Linked DNA regions of Mus musculus: region 2 is linked to region 1. The links are chromatin contacts, called in public Hi-C maps. All regions are on one chromosome and are shown on one strand. Each heading gives the region's core, a stretch centred on a gene start, on an enhancer-like site or on the middle of the called end of the contact. The rest is flanking DNA. Distances are from core to core; before and after follow the strand shown. Region 1 has its middle 4.3 kb from the start of Gm24790. Region 2 overlaps Gm35330 (a long non-coding RNA gene).

The links. Hi-C and Micro-C count contacts between places; a contact is called where the count stands out from the background.
Region 2: a contact with region 1 is called in a Hi-C map of embryonic stem cells, with 2.2 times the contacts expected there. The contact joins two enhancer-like sites. A contact is called at or near these places in 3 of 484 Hi-C or Micro-C datasets (all in embryonic stem cells) and 2 of 115 datasets of contacts at active chromatin or transcription factors (both in embryonic stem cells).

What each region holds. Positions count from the first base shown.
Region 1 is chr13:5,182,008-5,189,246 of GRCm38.p6, reverse strand. No RefSeq gene overlaps it. Among named protein-coding and RNA genes, the nearest start is that of Gm24790, 4.3 kb to the left of the region's middle. Within about 2 kb of position 3,531, at least 10 of the 459 cell types and tissues checked have an H3K27ac peak or open chromatin away from gene starts, as enhancers often do. A contact at or near this core is called in embryonic stem cells, where this site is marked.
Region 2 is chr13:5,692,734-5,699,972 of GRCm38.p6, reverse strand. The region is part of intron 3 of Gm35330 (a long non-coding RNA gene); the gene reads left to right. Among named protein-coding and RNA genes, the nearest start is that of Gm35330, 28 kb to the left of the region's middle. Within about 2 kb of position 2,747, at least 14 of the 459 cell types and tissues checked have an H3K27ac peak or open chromatin away from gene starts, as enhancers often do. A contact at or near this core is called in embryonic stem cells, where this site is marked.

The DNA.
Region 1 (7,239 bases), core at 2,282-4,781:
TTTATGAGAGGAAGAGAACTATCCCTGCTTGACACTGTACCACAGCTGGGCAGCAGCATAGAGCTTTCCCTCTTTGTGGAGTTTGCTGTTGAGTCCTCTGGAGATCATGAGAGCAGAGCCAATGGGCTGACCAGCTCAGAGACATCTCAGGCCCAAATCCAGTTTTTTCTTTTTTCTTTTTCCCCTTTCTTGGGTGTGGGGAGGGTGAATTGCAAGAGTGGAAGGGTAAGTATGAAGCAAAAAGGAGATGAGTTGGATTGGGGTTCAACTCCCCCACCCCCTGCCACCACTCTTTTAAGAACCTGTACAGCAAGTACCTGGGATTCCTGGATTGTCTCTCCATAGAAATGAGGCATTTACAGAACATGTAACTCTAGCCAATGAATGGTTTTTCATTTACACTGGAAACTCCTTCCCACTCTCTAATGTTAATATATACTCCTGGTTAACCCGAAACATAGTATATGTGTATAAGCCCATCCAGAATAAAGGTATGCACACAAGTTAAGACCACCAAAGAGAGCTGGTTCATTAAAGACCATAGGACGAAGACTGTAGAAGGTCTTCATCTGAAAGTAGAGAAAATCACACTGCCAAGATCCTCAGAAAAGTGTTTTGGCCCAGTCATAGTATCTGGAAACCTGGAAAATAGGAAGCAGAGGATGCATAAATACAGCTGGACCCCAAAACACATTGTTCAGGGTCACTTTGTCAAACTTCCTTATTTTCCTTTTATTGTCTTTTATAGTTGTCTTAGTCAGGGTTTCTATTCCTGCACAAACATCATGACCAACAAGCAAGTTGGGGAGGAAAGGGTTTATTTGGCTTACACTTCCATACTGCTGTTTATCACCAAAGGAAGTCAGAACTGGAACTCAAGCAGGTCAGGAAGCAGAAGCTGATGCAGAGGCCATGGAGGAATGTTCTTTACTGGCTTGTTTTCCACTGGCTTGCTCAGCCTGCTCTCTTATAGGACCAAGACTGCCAGAGATGGTCCCACCCACAAGGAGCCTTTCCCCCTTGATCACTAATTGAGAAAATGCCTTACAGTTGGATCTCATGGAGGTATTTCCTCAACTGAAGTTCCTTTTTCTGTGATAACTCCAGCTGTGTCAAGTTGACACAAAACTAGCCAGTACAACAGTATAGTTTTGGTTCTCCAAAAGGGAATTCTGAGCTCATGTGTGTTTTGAGTATGTCCAAAAGTGTCTCTATCTCTCTATCTCTGTTTCTCCATCTCTGTCTCTCTCTTTCTGAGTGTGTGTGTGTCTATGTGTGTATGTATCTGTGAGTGGTGTTGCATGCATATTCACATGTAATATGGCTTCATATGCCTATGCATGCAAGGAAGGGTAAAGACCAACACTGACATTGGTTGCTTTGCCCCATCATTCTCTCTCTCAGTTTGATAAGCAGAGGCTTTCAATGAGTGGTCTGGATTTTATTGCATTTGCCTAGACTGATTAGCCAGTAAGTACCTGGGATCTACCTATCCCATCCCCTCAGAACTAGGGTTATATACATACATATGCAGCAGGTCTGTCTTTTCTATAGATGCTAGGATTCCAAACTCATATTCTCATGCTTCCACAGTAAGCACTTTCCCCGCTGAGCCACCTCCTTTGTTGTTTTTGTTGTTTAGCAATAAGTGTTTGGATTGACTGACAATAAAACAAAACAACACATAAACAACATCCGATACTCAAAATACTGAACGATGATGATGTTGGCACATAAAATGTATAAACAGTAGTGTTCTATTCAAAATCTGACTGTCCCCAATTTGAGTTATTTTTTTTTGTTTTTTTTGTTTTGTTTTGTTTGTTTGTTTGTTTGTTTTTTCCTGTCTACACTGGAGGTAGGTGCTGATTTATTTTAGGTAGGTTCCTTTATTTTAATTTGGATATGATCAGAAAATAAGTGAAGAACAAATGGAAATAAGCTTACTTTGTGGTTACTTCTTTCTGTATAATCTGCTTTATATGTCAAATATGATAAGGAGTCCCATGAATGGTGATGATAATTCCCCAGAATGGTGCCTAACCTCAAGGTATCACTATGAAGTTGATGACAAACTCCACTAGGAGTTGTTGCAGACCTACTGAGAATGGGAAGCTCTGCAGTGTGTGTTGATCTTTGTTTTACAAGCATAATTCCCCTTCCTTTTGCACCAAGAAGAAATACCCCTGAAGAATGGACAGAGTATACTAGATTTGTGATGACATGAAAGAGAAGAAAAAAGAGAATAAACAGTGTTCAGGCAATGTGATTCTGGAGAAGAAATTGAGAACTGTCTAGGAGTTTGAAGGGAGATTTCCTTCAAAATAGGGGCAGTCAGTGGTAGAATAGTTCCTTAGTATGCAAATGGCCTTGGATTTGATAGTCTCTCATCTAGGAAACTAATTAAATATGATTCTTTTTCTTTCTTCTATCTCTCCTTTTGTTTTATGGTATGAGGGGTTTATGTCCAAGGCTTTAAGCATAATAACTGTGTACTAAGCTTTCTAATATAGAATATTTATTTTAAGTCAAAGTCATACTAAGTTGCCCAGGATAGAATTCAAACTTGTAACTTCTTTGCCTCAACTTCTTGTTGCAGGAAGTGAGTCATCATGCTGAACAAGAACTGATTCTTTGTGGATGTTCATCATGTCAAGAGAATGAGTGAAAGTAATAAAGGTGATGCTAGAAAAAAAAAAGGTCATGGGAAGAGCTGTGACACAGACCTGTAATGTACACAGACATCCTTTGTGTGGAAGACAGGAAGTTGTGGAAGACAATGATGAAGGAGGAGTTAGACAACTGAGAACAAGTTCATTCACTAGAGGACATATTTTATTGTTTTAATTCTCTGTGAAATGGAAAATTAGACCATTGTTGAATGTTGATTTTTTTTGAGAGGTAGGTAGATTGGATAAAGTGTACAATTAGTACTAATATGATAGTGTGTTGAGCAAGTGATAAATCATAGTTGCCTGGTATCATGGGCCTACTTCTAATTTACAAAAGGACACCAGCAACCTATGTGTGCAACCTTGTGTACATTTATCTGTAAATGAACAGGAAGAGAAAATATAAATGATGCTTCTCAGGTACAAATTGTCTACTTATCTTTCTGTATAAATATGCACAGAAAACATCTGTTTTTCTAAGCAAAGAGTTTGTCAGCATGTGCTACACACACTACAGTGAAGTTTGCTTGGCAGGCTGAGAGGCCTGGGAGCACTCACGAGGCAAAGAGTTTCACGGAAATACACCTCCTGGAACTTTGGTGTTCTCATAACCCATATACTCATACCCTATCCCTGCATTAGTCTAGTGTACGGATCCATGTGCTCTCTTTTAGTATTACCTCATTATAAGTGCCTTTTAAGATTGAATTCTGACATAGCTAAGCCTTTGCCAGTGTGTTCCAATGTCACAGAAAACACTTGAAACAACTGGGAATTCAGTAGGAATTCAGTGAGGTTACCTATTCAGTAACATTCAAATTTACTTCTAGTAGAGACAGTGAACCTAATTAAGCATTACAAAGAACAGAGCTAGAATAGCTCAGGGCTAGTCTGCAGAGTGTTTACTTGAGGCAGTAGCCAGTCTCACCCATACACAATGGCCTAGCTAATAGGTGGGTTTACCTTGTAAAAGTTAGGGAATCCCACTGAGACAGGGATCTTCACTACAGCCAGGTAAAGCAGGCTACATTTCATATTACAAGCAAGTTGGTGAATTCTTCTGACAAATGGAGATTCTCCACAGATACTTAAAAGTTACACTCACGCAAGAATTTATCAGGGCCTAGGAAATGGGGGTTGTGGTATTGCATTATTCATGAGAAGAGCAGAACCCCCTGGTGCTAGCTTTCACAAGGCTCAAAGGAGTAGCACTAATTGTGACTAGGGTGTGAAATCCTTACCTGTCTTTAAGCTGACCCTAGGCAGGATTGCTTTATCTTTATTGTAAACATTTACCTGGTTCCTGTAAGTCCTTTTGAAGTCATTCCTTTGTGTCAGGTAACTTCAATGTACTTTGCCTGCTGCGACTTCCTACCCCCTTTATTTTCTGTATTATATAAGACTGGTGTTCACTTTGTGACAATACATTCAGATTCTACACAATTTCGAATGTTGATCTGTCTGTCATTGGCTGACTCCTTGCCCATCTGCACCCAGAGACCCGTCCTACGCAGACAAGGGACATAAGAGGGTGTGCTGCAAGAAAGGTCATGTATGTAAGCAAGGTCATATGTTGATGCAGAATATCATTCAGTGATGCATATTAGTATAGCCATCCAGAAGGTCCCACTTCACATGGATTTCACTGTACTTCTACCCCAAAACAAGGAAGTGATTAGCTAGTTTTTCTGTCATTTCATGTACTCTTAAGCATTCTAGTTTTCCCCATAAAGAAATCTTTCTCATAAATAATTAATTTCTGTAAGTTAAATTGTTATCTATCCAGACCACAATAACCTAACCTGTACATCTTAACCAATACTAGTAATGCAGTTATAAGTAATTCTGAAGGTTTCTCTTCCAAGAAGCTCTAATTTCCTTTAAGAGCCACTAAAGTGAAATAGCTTCATTTTAACAAAATTCAACTTCACAATAGCTTCCATTCTTCATTACTGACTAAAGGTATTATTTAATCAATCAGACCTTTTTATGATGGCTTCTGCAAAGGATGGAGCCAATTAATTAGTAATATCCACAACCTTCTCTGGCTCCAGATATCACAGCAGGCCAGAAAAAGAACTCTAACATCTCCTACAACTCAAGAACACAATTATCTCCGGTGCGTTTAGTTATAAAATTGGGTAAAATAGAATTGAGTATCACATAGTCAGAGTTTGTGATGAAGTATTTTTATTTTTTATTATTAGATATTTTCTTTATTTACATTTCAGATACTGCCTCCTTTCATAGTTTCCTCTCTGAAAATCCCCTAAACCATCCCCCTCCCCCTGCTCCCCAAAGTACCCACTTTTGCCTCCTGGTCCTGGCATTCCCCTATACTGGGGCATATAATATTCACAAGACAAAGGGCCTCTACTTCCATTAATGGCTGACTAGACTATTCTCTGCTACATATGAAGCTAGAGATATGAGCTCTGGGGGTACTGGCTAGTTCATATTGTTGTTCCTCCTTCATTGATTTCAGCCCTGAGTTTGATTATTTCCTGCCATCTACTCCTCTTGGGTGAATTTGCTTCCTTTTGTTCTAGAGCTTTTAGGTGTGCTGTCAGATTGCTAGTGTGTGTTCTCTCCAGTTTCTTTTGGAGGCTCTTAAAGCTATGATTTTTCCTCTTAGGACTGCTTTCATTGTGTCCCATAAGTTTGGGTATGTGTGGCTTCATTTCATTAAACTCTAAAAAGTCTTTATTTTCTTTTTTTATTTCTCCCAAGTTATTGAGTAGAGTATTTTTCAGCTTCCACGTGAATGTTGGCTTTCTATTATTTATGTTGTTATTGAAGATCAGCCTTAGTCTGTGGTAATCTGATAGGATTCATGGGATTATTTCAATATTTTTGTACCTGTTCAGGCCTGTTTTGTGACCTATTATATGTTCAATTTTGGAGAAAGTACCATGAGGTTCTGAGAAGAAGGTATAACACTTTGTTTTAGGATAAAATATTCTATAGATATCTGTTAAATATTTGTTTCATAACTTCTGTTAGTTTCACTGTGTCTCTGTTTAGTTTCTGTTTCCAGGGTCTGTCTACTGATGAGAGTGGGGTGTTGAAATCTCCCATTATTAGTGTGTGTGGTGCAATGTGTGCTTTGAGCTTTACTAGAGTTTCTTTAATCAATGTGGATGCCCTTACATTTGGAGCATAGATGTTCAGAATTGAGAGAGTTCATCTTGGTAGATTTTAACTTTGACGACTTGAAGTACCCCTCCTTGTCTTTTTTGATAAGTTTGGGATGGGAGTTAATTTTAGTCAATATTGGAATGTTTACTGCAGCTTGTTTTTTGGGACCATTTGCTTCGAACATTGTTTTCCAGCCTTTTACTCTGAGATAGTGTCTGTCTTTGTCCCTGAGGTGGGTTTCCTGTATGCAGCAAAATGTTGGGTTCTATTTATTTAGCCAGTCTGTTAGTCTATGTCTTTTTATTGGGTAATGGAATCCATTGATTTTAAGAGACATTAAGGAAAAAATTGTTGCTACCTGTTATTTTTGTTGTTAGTTTTGGGAGTCTGTTCTTGTGTGTATCTTCCTTTGGGTTAGTTGAATGATTATTTATGCCTTTTTACTAGGGCGTGGTTTCCCTCCTTGTGTCAAAGTTTTTCCTTTATTATCCTTTGAAGGGCTGGATTCATGGAAAGATACTGTGTATGTGTATTTGTTTTTCTCATGTAATACTTTGGTTCCTCATCTATGGTAATTGAAAATTTTGCTGGGTATAGTAGCTTAGCATTTGTGTTCTCTTAGTTTCTGTATGACATCTTTCCATAATCTTCTGGCTTTCATAGTCTCTTGTGAGAAGTCTGGTATAATTCTCAAAGATCTGCCTTTATATGTTACTTGCCCTTTTTCCCTTACTGCTTTTAATAGTCTATCTATATTTAGTGCATTTGTTGTTCTGATTATAATTTGTCAGGAGGAATTTCTTTTCTGTTCCAGTCTATTTGGAGTTCTGTAGGCTTCTTGTCTGTTCATGGGTATCTCTTTCTTTAGGTTAGGAAAGTTTTCTTCTATAATTTTGTTGAAGATATTTAAGGTCCCTTTAAGGGGAAAAATTCTTCATTTTCATCTATACCTATTATCCTTTTGTTTGGTCTTCTCATTGTGAGCTGGATTTCCTGGATGTTTTGAGTTAGGATCTCTTTGCATTTTGCATTTTCTTTGATTGTTGTGTCCATGTTTTCTATGGAATATTCTGCACTTGAGATTCTCTTTTTCATCTTTTGTATCTGTTGGTGATGTTTGCATCTATGGCTCCTGATTTCTTTTCTAGGCTTTCTATCTCCCCATTTGTCTCCTTTTGGGTTTTCTTTTTTTTTTTAAGATTTATTCATTTATTATATGTAAGTACACTGTAGCTGTCTTTAGACACTCCAGAGAGTGAGCCACCATGTGGTTGCTGGGATCTGAACTCAGGACCTTTGGAAGAGCAGTCATTGCACTTAACTGCTGAGCCATCTCACTAGCCCTTGGGTTTTCTTTATTGTTTCTACTTTCATTTTTACATCAGGTAGTTTTGTTCAGTTCCTTCACCTGTTTGGTTGTGTTCTCTTG
Region 2 (7,239 bases), core at 1,498-3,997, 510 kb before region 1:
AAGGGAGAGTTATTCTTTATTGGGACATGGAGGCTGGTAAGTTTTTCATGTGCTTTAGTGACTGCTATATATTCATTTATTTATATTATATATCATATATATTATATATATATAATATTATTTATTATTATAAATGACATTAGCTGGATTAAGTGGGTTATTAAAAACAGAAGACATTAGTCCCCTATCAGATTTAGGATTGGTAAAGATCCTTTCCAAATACGTTGGTGGCCTTTTTGTCTCATTGACAGTATCTTTTGCCTTACAGAAATTTGTAATTTTATGAGGTCCCATTTGTCAATTCTTGATCTTACAGCACAAGCCATTGCTGTTCTGTTTAGGAATTTTTCCCCTGTGCCCATATCTTCGAGGCTTTTCCCCACTTTCTCTTCTATAAATTTCAGTGTCTCTGGTTTTAGGTGGAGTTCTTTGATCCACTTGGACTTGAGCTTTGTACAAGAATGGATCAATTTGAATTCTTCTACATGATAACCGCCAGTTGTGCCAGGACCATTTGTTGAAAATGCTGTCTTTTTTCCACTGGATGGTTTTAGCTCCCTTGTCAAAGATCAAGTGACCATAGGTGTGTGGGTTCATTTCTGGGTCTTCAATTCTATTCCATTGATCAGCCTGTCTGTCCCTGTACCAATACCATGAAGTTTTTTTTATCACAATTGCTCTGTAGTATAGCTTGAGGTCAGGCATGGTGATTTCCCCAGAGGTTCTTTTATTGTTGAAAATAGTTTTTGCTGTCCTAGGTTTTTTGTTGTTCCAGATGAATTTGGAAATTACCCTTTCTAACTCAGTGAAGAATTAAGTTGGAATTTTGATGGGGATTGCATCGAATCTGTAGATTGCTTTTGGCAGGATAGCCATTTTTGCTATATTAATCCTGCCAATCCATGAGTATGGGAGATCTTTCCATCTTCTGAGATCTTCAATTTCTTTCTTCAGAGACTTGAAGTTCTTATCATACAAATCTTTCACTTCCTTAGTTAGAGTCACACTAAGGTATTTTATATTATTTGTGACTATTGTGAAGGGTGTTGTTTCCCTAATTTCTTTCTGAGCCTGGTTAATCTTTGTGTAGAGAAAGGCCACTGATATATTTAAGTTAATTTTATATCTAGCTACTGCACTGAAGCTGTTTATCAGGTTTAGGAGTTCTCTGGTAGAATTTTTAGGGTCACTTATATATACTATCATATCATCTACAAATGATATTTTGACTTCTTCCTTTCCAATTTGTATCCCCTTGATCTCCTTTTGTTGTCAAATTGCTCTGGCTAGGACTTCAAGTACTATACTGAGTAGGTAGGGAGAAAGTGGGCAGCCTCGTCTAGTCCCTGATCTTAGTGTGGTTGCTTCAATCTTCTCTCCATTTACTTTAATGTTGGCTACTAGTTTACTATAGATTGCTTTTATTATGTTTAGGTATGGGCTTTGAATTCCTGATCTTTCCATGACTTTTATCATGAAGGGGTGTTGGATTTTGTCAAATGCTTTCTCAGCATCTAACGAGATAATCATGTGATTTTTGTCTTTGAGTTTGTTTACATAGTGGATTACGTTGATGGATTTCCGTATATTAAAGCATCTCTGCATCCCTGGGATGAAGCCTACGTGGTCATGATGGATGATTGTTTTGATGTGTTCTTGGGATCAGTTTGCGAGGATTTTATTGAGTATTTTTGCATTGATATTCATAAGGGAAATTGGTCTGAAGTTCTCTTTCTTTGTTGGATCTTAGTGTGGTTTAGGTATCAGAGAAATTGTGGCTTCATAGAATGAATTGGGTAGAGTACCTTCTGTTTCTATTTTGTGGAATAGTTTGAGAAGAGTTGGAATTAGGTCTTCTTTAAGAGCTCAAGAAGCTGAAGTCTAGAAATTCAAATAACCCCATTAAAAATGAGGTACAGAGCTAAACAAAAATCTCAACTGAGGAATACAGAAGGGCTGAGAAGCACTTAAAAAATATTCAACATCCTTAATCATCAGGGAAATGCAAATCAAAACAACCCTGAGATTCTATCTCATACCAGTCAGAATGACTAAGATCAAAAATTCAGGTGACAGCAGATGCTGGCGAGGATGTGGAGAAAGAGGAACACTCCTCCATTGCTGGTGGGATTGCAAGCTTGTAAAACCACTCTGGAAATCAGTCTGGTGGTTCCTCAGAAAATTGGACATAGTACTACTGGAAGATCCATCAATACCTCTCCTGGGCGTATACCCAGAAGATGTTCCAACTGGTAATAAGAACACATGCTCCACTATGTTCATAGCAGCCTTATTTACAATAGCCAGAAGCTGGAAAGAACCCAGATGCCCCTCAACAGAGGAATGTGTAAACCCTCCAGCCTGAAGCAGGCAGAGCCAGACCTTGACCTTGCTGCCACTAAGGAGATTACCTAGGGTGGAACCTTCCTCCCAAGATCACTCTATTGTTCAGCCACTGCAGTTGTTCCTCCTGCTGAGAGGCCGCTGAGCTATTATGGAGACTACACCCTATCCTGCATGTAGTTACCTGCAGCTGGTTCCAGACTCCAAGAATGAATTGGTGGGAGTGCCCCCCCCCATCCCCACTTACAAGCACATTTGCCATTAAATATTTGAGCTTTGATCAGAAATCTTGACTTAGCTCCATTTTTCTCTCAACTGCCTAGTTCCCCTCTCTTTTCAGCCCCGGCTTGCCTCCTAGGTGAAACCTGGTCCATGTGAGCTCTGGGCCGGCTTCCAATAGTCTAGTATCCGAACAGGGACCTGAGGAATGGCAGAAAAAATGCTGGAGGAACTCTGCTTAGTATTGAGCTCCACAGGAAGAAAAAGAAAAGGATCTTATCGAGCACTGGAGCAATAGGTTCACATGCTAGTGCTAGCTTAAAACTTCATTTTTTAAATTGTTGCTAGAGGTGCGGGAGGATACGAGCTAAGTTTGGAATCAGTGCTAACCCAATGGTGGTTTCCACTTAGGTTCGGCAGTGAATTATTCGGAACTAGGAACTGATCAGGCAATTGTCCGCAGTTTTCAAAAACTGCTTTAGGCGAGAGGAAAAAGGGTTTAAATTAAATAATCAGGCAGATGTCCGCAGTCAGGAGCTGCATCGGGCAGCAGGAACAGGGTTTGTAATAATAAAATAATATAGAGGAAAATGGATTTGAAACTTTCCCAGAGGCAGAGAAAAAATCGGGGAATGTCCTGCCCTTTTCTCTCTGGTCCCTACAGCAGAAGTTCTCTGTCCTCTTTGTGTTATCTAATGTCTAGTCTACCGTCTGGTGCACCACGTGTCAATCCATGTGTGTTTGTGTATAGTTGTCTGAATGGCTGAATGTTCTGTGTTTCATGTTGGAAAATAAAAGGTGGCTAAAACTTTATCTGCTGGTTCAGCAGAGTGGCCACACCCTTTAGCCATGGATCAGGCACAGCAGGGAAGCCACTGCTGGAAAAGCTGCTCTCAAAGAAAGGGAGTCTGCAGGCTCTTAGTTTTGGGGCAAAAAAGCAGATAGATGTTTTTTTTTTCCTGGAGGGTTCTCTGCAATCATGATGAATGTGCTTGGCAAATGACAAAGTGCTTTTTTATCTTATAATTATAGCCAGAAAAATTGAAATTCTTTGATTGGTCTAAATTTATTAGACTCGTGTAGCTGCTTCATTTGTTTTTTTATTGGTCTTAGAGGTATAATATGCTCTTCATGTCTTCTTTGTTAGAGTATTAGCTTATAAGTTATTGGGTATGATCAAATAGGTGTAACACTGGTTACTAGAAAGTTAGTTTTTAATTGGTAACTCAGGTTTGGAATCTTTCCAACACATGGCATAAGGCAGGTCAAGAGGCTGGGTCTCTAAGGATACTTCTAGTTGAGATAATATTTAATGTGATTCTTATCCTAGAAAGTAGAATTAAAGGTAATATTTAAAGCAATGTCTCTTTAATGAAGCATTAAAACTTGCACTGTCATACATTCATAGATATAAATTGGCAGCCAAATTTCGCAATGTGATAGTGAAGTTTTGATGTTGATTCTAAGGTGATAAATTGCTTTGAAATTGGATTTTGCTTTCCCAAAGTTGTAGTTATAGTCTAATATTGCAAAAGAAACTCAAAAATTCTAAAGTCTGTCCTCCCAGCAAGAGGAACTAAGATCAGAGCAGCCTCTTGGGGGCTTGTGTGACTTTCTTTTGTCTTGCAAACGGTGCTTAAGGAAGCTCTCGAAACTTGCCTCTCCTTGCCTTTAGGGAAAATTCCTTTTAGCTATAAGAACATTGTTGCAGATCTATCCAGATGTTCTTCTAAATAAAGTTTAAATTCAAAGTTTATAAAAAGGTCAGTCAGGCTGTAGAATTTATCAGGACATTGCAATTTGACTTACCTACTTTATGTAAAGTTATTATAGATTTAGGAGTTTGTTTTTTCCTTTGCATCTGGAAAATTGTAAAGAGTTTGCTTCTAGTGAGCTTGTAATCACTGGAAAATTTTGCCACTGGGTATGGCTAATATAGCTTTACCTCATGTAAGAAAAATTCTTAGTGTTTCTGCTTCAATACAAGAAGCTAAGAGTTTGAATCTTTCAGTGTATATTGTTTCCTAAGTGGAAAGTATTTTAGTAGCTAATGCCTCTCAAGGGAAGTTAACTTTAAATCCTTGCTCTCACACAAAGAGCTTTTAAGTTCTGGGGAGTAGCTGTTGCTCCAGAAAAGATGCAGAGGCAATATCTTTTTAATACTTAGGGTTTTAGTTATACTATAAAATTGTGGTACAGAAAATCTAAGAACGAAAAATTGATTTGCTTCAAAATTTTATTTTCAAAAGCTTCCAGGAGATGTTAATTGGCTAAGACCTCACCTTAAACTCACCACAGGAGAATTTAAGCCTTTGTTAGGTGCTATTAAGTGAGACACAAATTAACTGGTAAAGAACAAAAGCTTTGCAGAAATTAAAGAAAGCTTTTATAATTGTTATCAATTATAATCAATGGTAATTAAATATTAGCTGCCTATTTTAGTTATTGGTTATTAAATGTGCCCACAGCAATTCCTTGGCAAGAGAAAGCATTATTGGAAAGTCATCTTTCTTCTCCTCCTGGCCGACCATTGGCTCACATGGAGCTGGCCACCTGCTGGCTGCTGCGGGGAGGGACCATGGGGTATGCTTCTTTCCCTGAGTGGTGGTGGCATGGGATGCCGCCAGAAAGTGGGCGCTTTTGTAGCAAACTTAGCGGAGGACCTGAAGCACCAGTCGTGTGCTCCATTGCTCCCATGAGCATCTGCCTGGGTGGCCGTATCTTTTCCTGCTAGGTGCTCTGCTGCCCCTGCTCGGGCTTCCTGGCCTACAACAGATTGGGCTGCTTTATCCTCTATGGCCTGGGAGGAGGGCTGGAGGTGGGCAAGGCCAAGGTGGTGTTCATCTCAAAACACAGTTTTAACATCCTACTAAGGCTGCTGTGGTGCTAATAAAGAATTGTAAGATAAATTCATATATTTTAGAAAACCTATAACAAAAATTGTGTCTTAAGAACCTGACAAAGTGTCTGTTCCTTGTTCAAAACAGCATTTAAATTGGTTATTATAGAATATTAATATTTGACCTATTGAATACCATCATTTTAAATAAAATTGACAATCATTATTCCAAAGATAAGTTAAAAAATGTTTTTATGCATGCGTCTGTATCTTCTATATAAATTCATGCATGCATGCATCCCAATTACTGTGTTTAAAAACAGCCCTTCTATGGGAGAAAAGTATATGTGAATTGGATCACACGCTTATTCTTCTGAGTTTCGTCCTGCTTCAGCACACATAATTAAATTGTATACTATAGATAATGCTTTAAAATGGTGAATAATCAAGCTTTAATTTGTATATTTATCAATATATATCTCAGAGCTTACAATTGCTTAAAATTGTTCATCCCTCAGATGCTATTAATTCTCAAGTTTGCAATTGGTTATGCAACTCATAAGAAAAAATACTGTTCTTTTAAGAAGACTGTTTTTGGACAGTTAAGAATTTGTCCTGGGTTGCCTGGAAAAGACCCCCAGGATTTCCTTTTGTGCTATAGAGATTTACATAAAGCTTTAGCTGATAAAGGATTATAGATAGTTCCTGAAAAATATACAAACTCAGGATCCTTATAATTATTTGGGTTTTAGACTTACTAATCAAGCTGTTTTTTTTTTTTTTTCCCCAGAAGATAGTTATTTGCAGAGACAACTTCAGGACTTTGAATGATTTTCAAAAATTGTTAGGTGATATTAATTGGCTTCGCCCCTATTTAAAGCTTACTACAGAGGGGTTGAAACCTTTATTTGATATTTTTAAAGGGAGTTTTGATCCTACCTCCCCTAGATCTTTAACCTCAGAAGGATTGCTGTCCTTACAACAAGTGGAAAAAGCTATTGAAGAACAATTTGTCACGTATATAGATTACTCTTCGCCTTTACATCTGTCAATTTTTAATATGATTCATATGCCTACAGGATTGTTATGGCAAAAATCTCCTCTAATGTGGATACATTCGAGGATTTCTCCTAAATGTAATATCTTGCCATATTATGAAGCAGTAGCTGAGATGATTATCCTTGGAAGGAAGCAGGCACTAACTTATTTTGACAAAGAGCCAGATATTACTGTTTAGCCTTACAGTGTAGGTCAAGACACTTGGCTAAAGCAGTACAGTACAGATTGGTTGCTTGCTCAAATAGGGTTTTAAGGAACTATAGACAGCCACTACCCTCAAGATAGGATGACAAAATATTTAAACATACATGAGGTGATATTTCCTAGTATGACCTCTTTACAACCCTTACACAATGCTGTTCTGGTGTTTACTGATTGCTCCTCTAAACAGCGAGCTGGATCTCTTTTTTATTTATTTATTTATTTATTTATTTATTTATTTATTTATTTATTTATTTATTATATGTAAGTACACTGTAGCTGTCCTCAGACACTCCAGAAGAGGGAGTCAGATCTTGTTACGGATGGTTGTGAGCCACCATGTGGTTGCTGGGATTTGAACTTCCGACCTTTGGAAGAGCAGTCGGGTGCTCTTATCCACTGAGCCATCTCACCAGCCCCCTGGATCTCTTATAAATAAATAATCAACAGGTAATCAATAAGACTCCTGGTCTCTCAGCTCAATTAGCAGAATTAACAGCAATACTGAATGTCTTTCAGTCTGTGAATGATGCTTTTAATATTTTTACTGATATTTTATATGTTGCACAATTGGTACC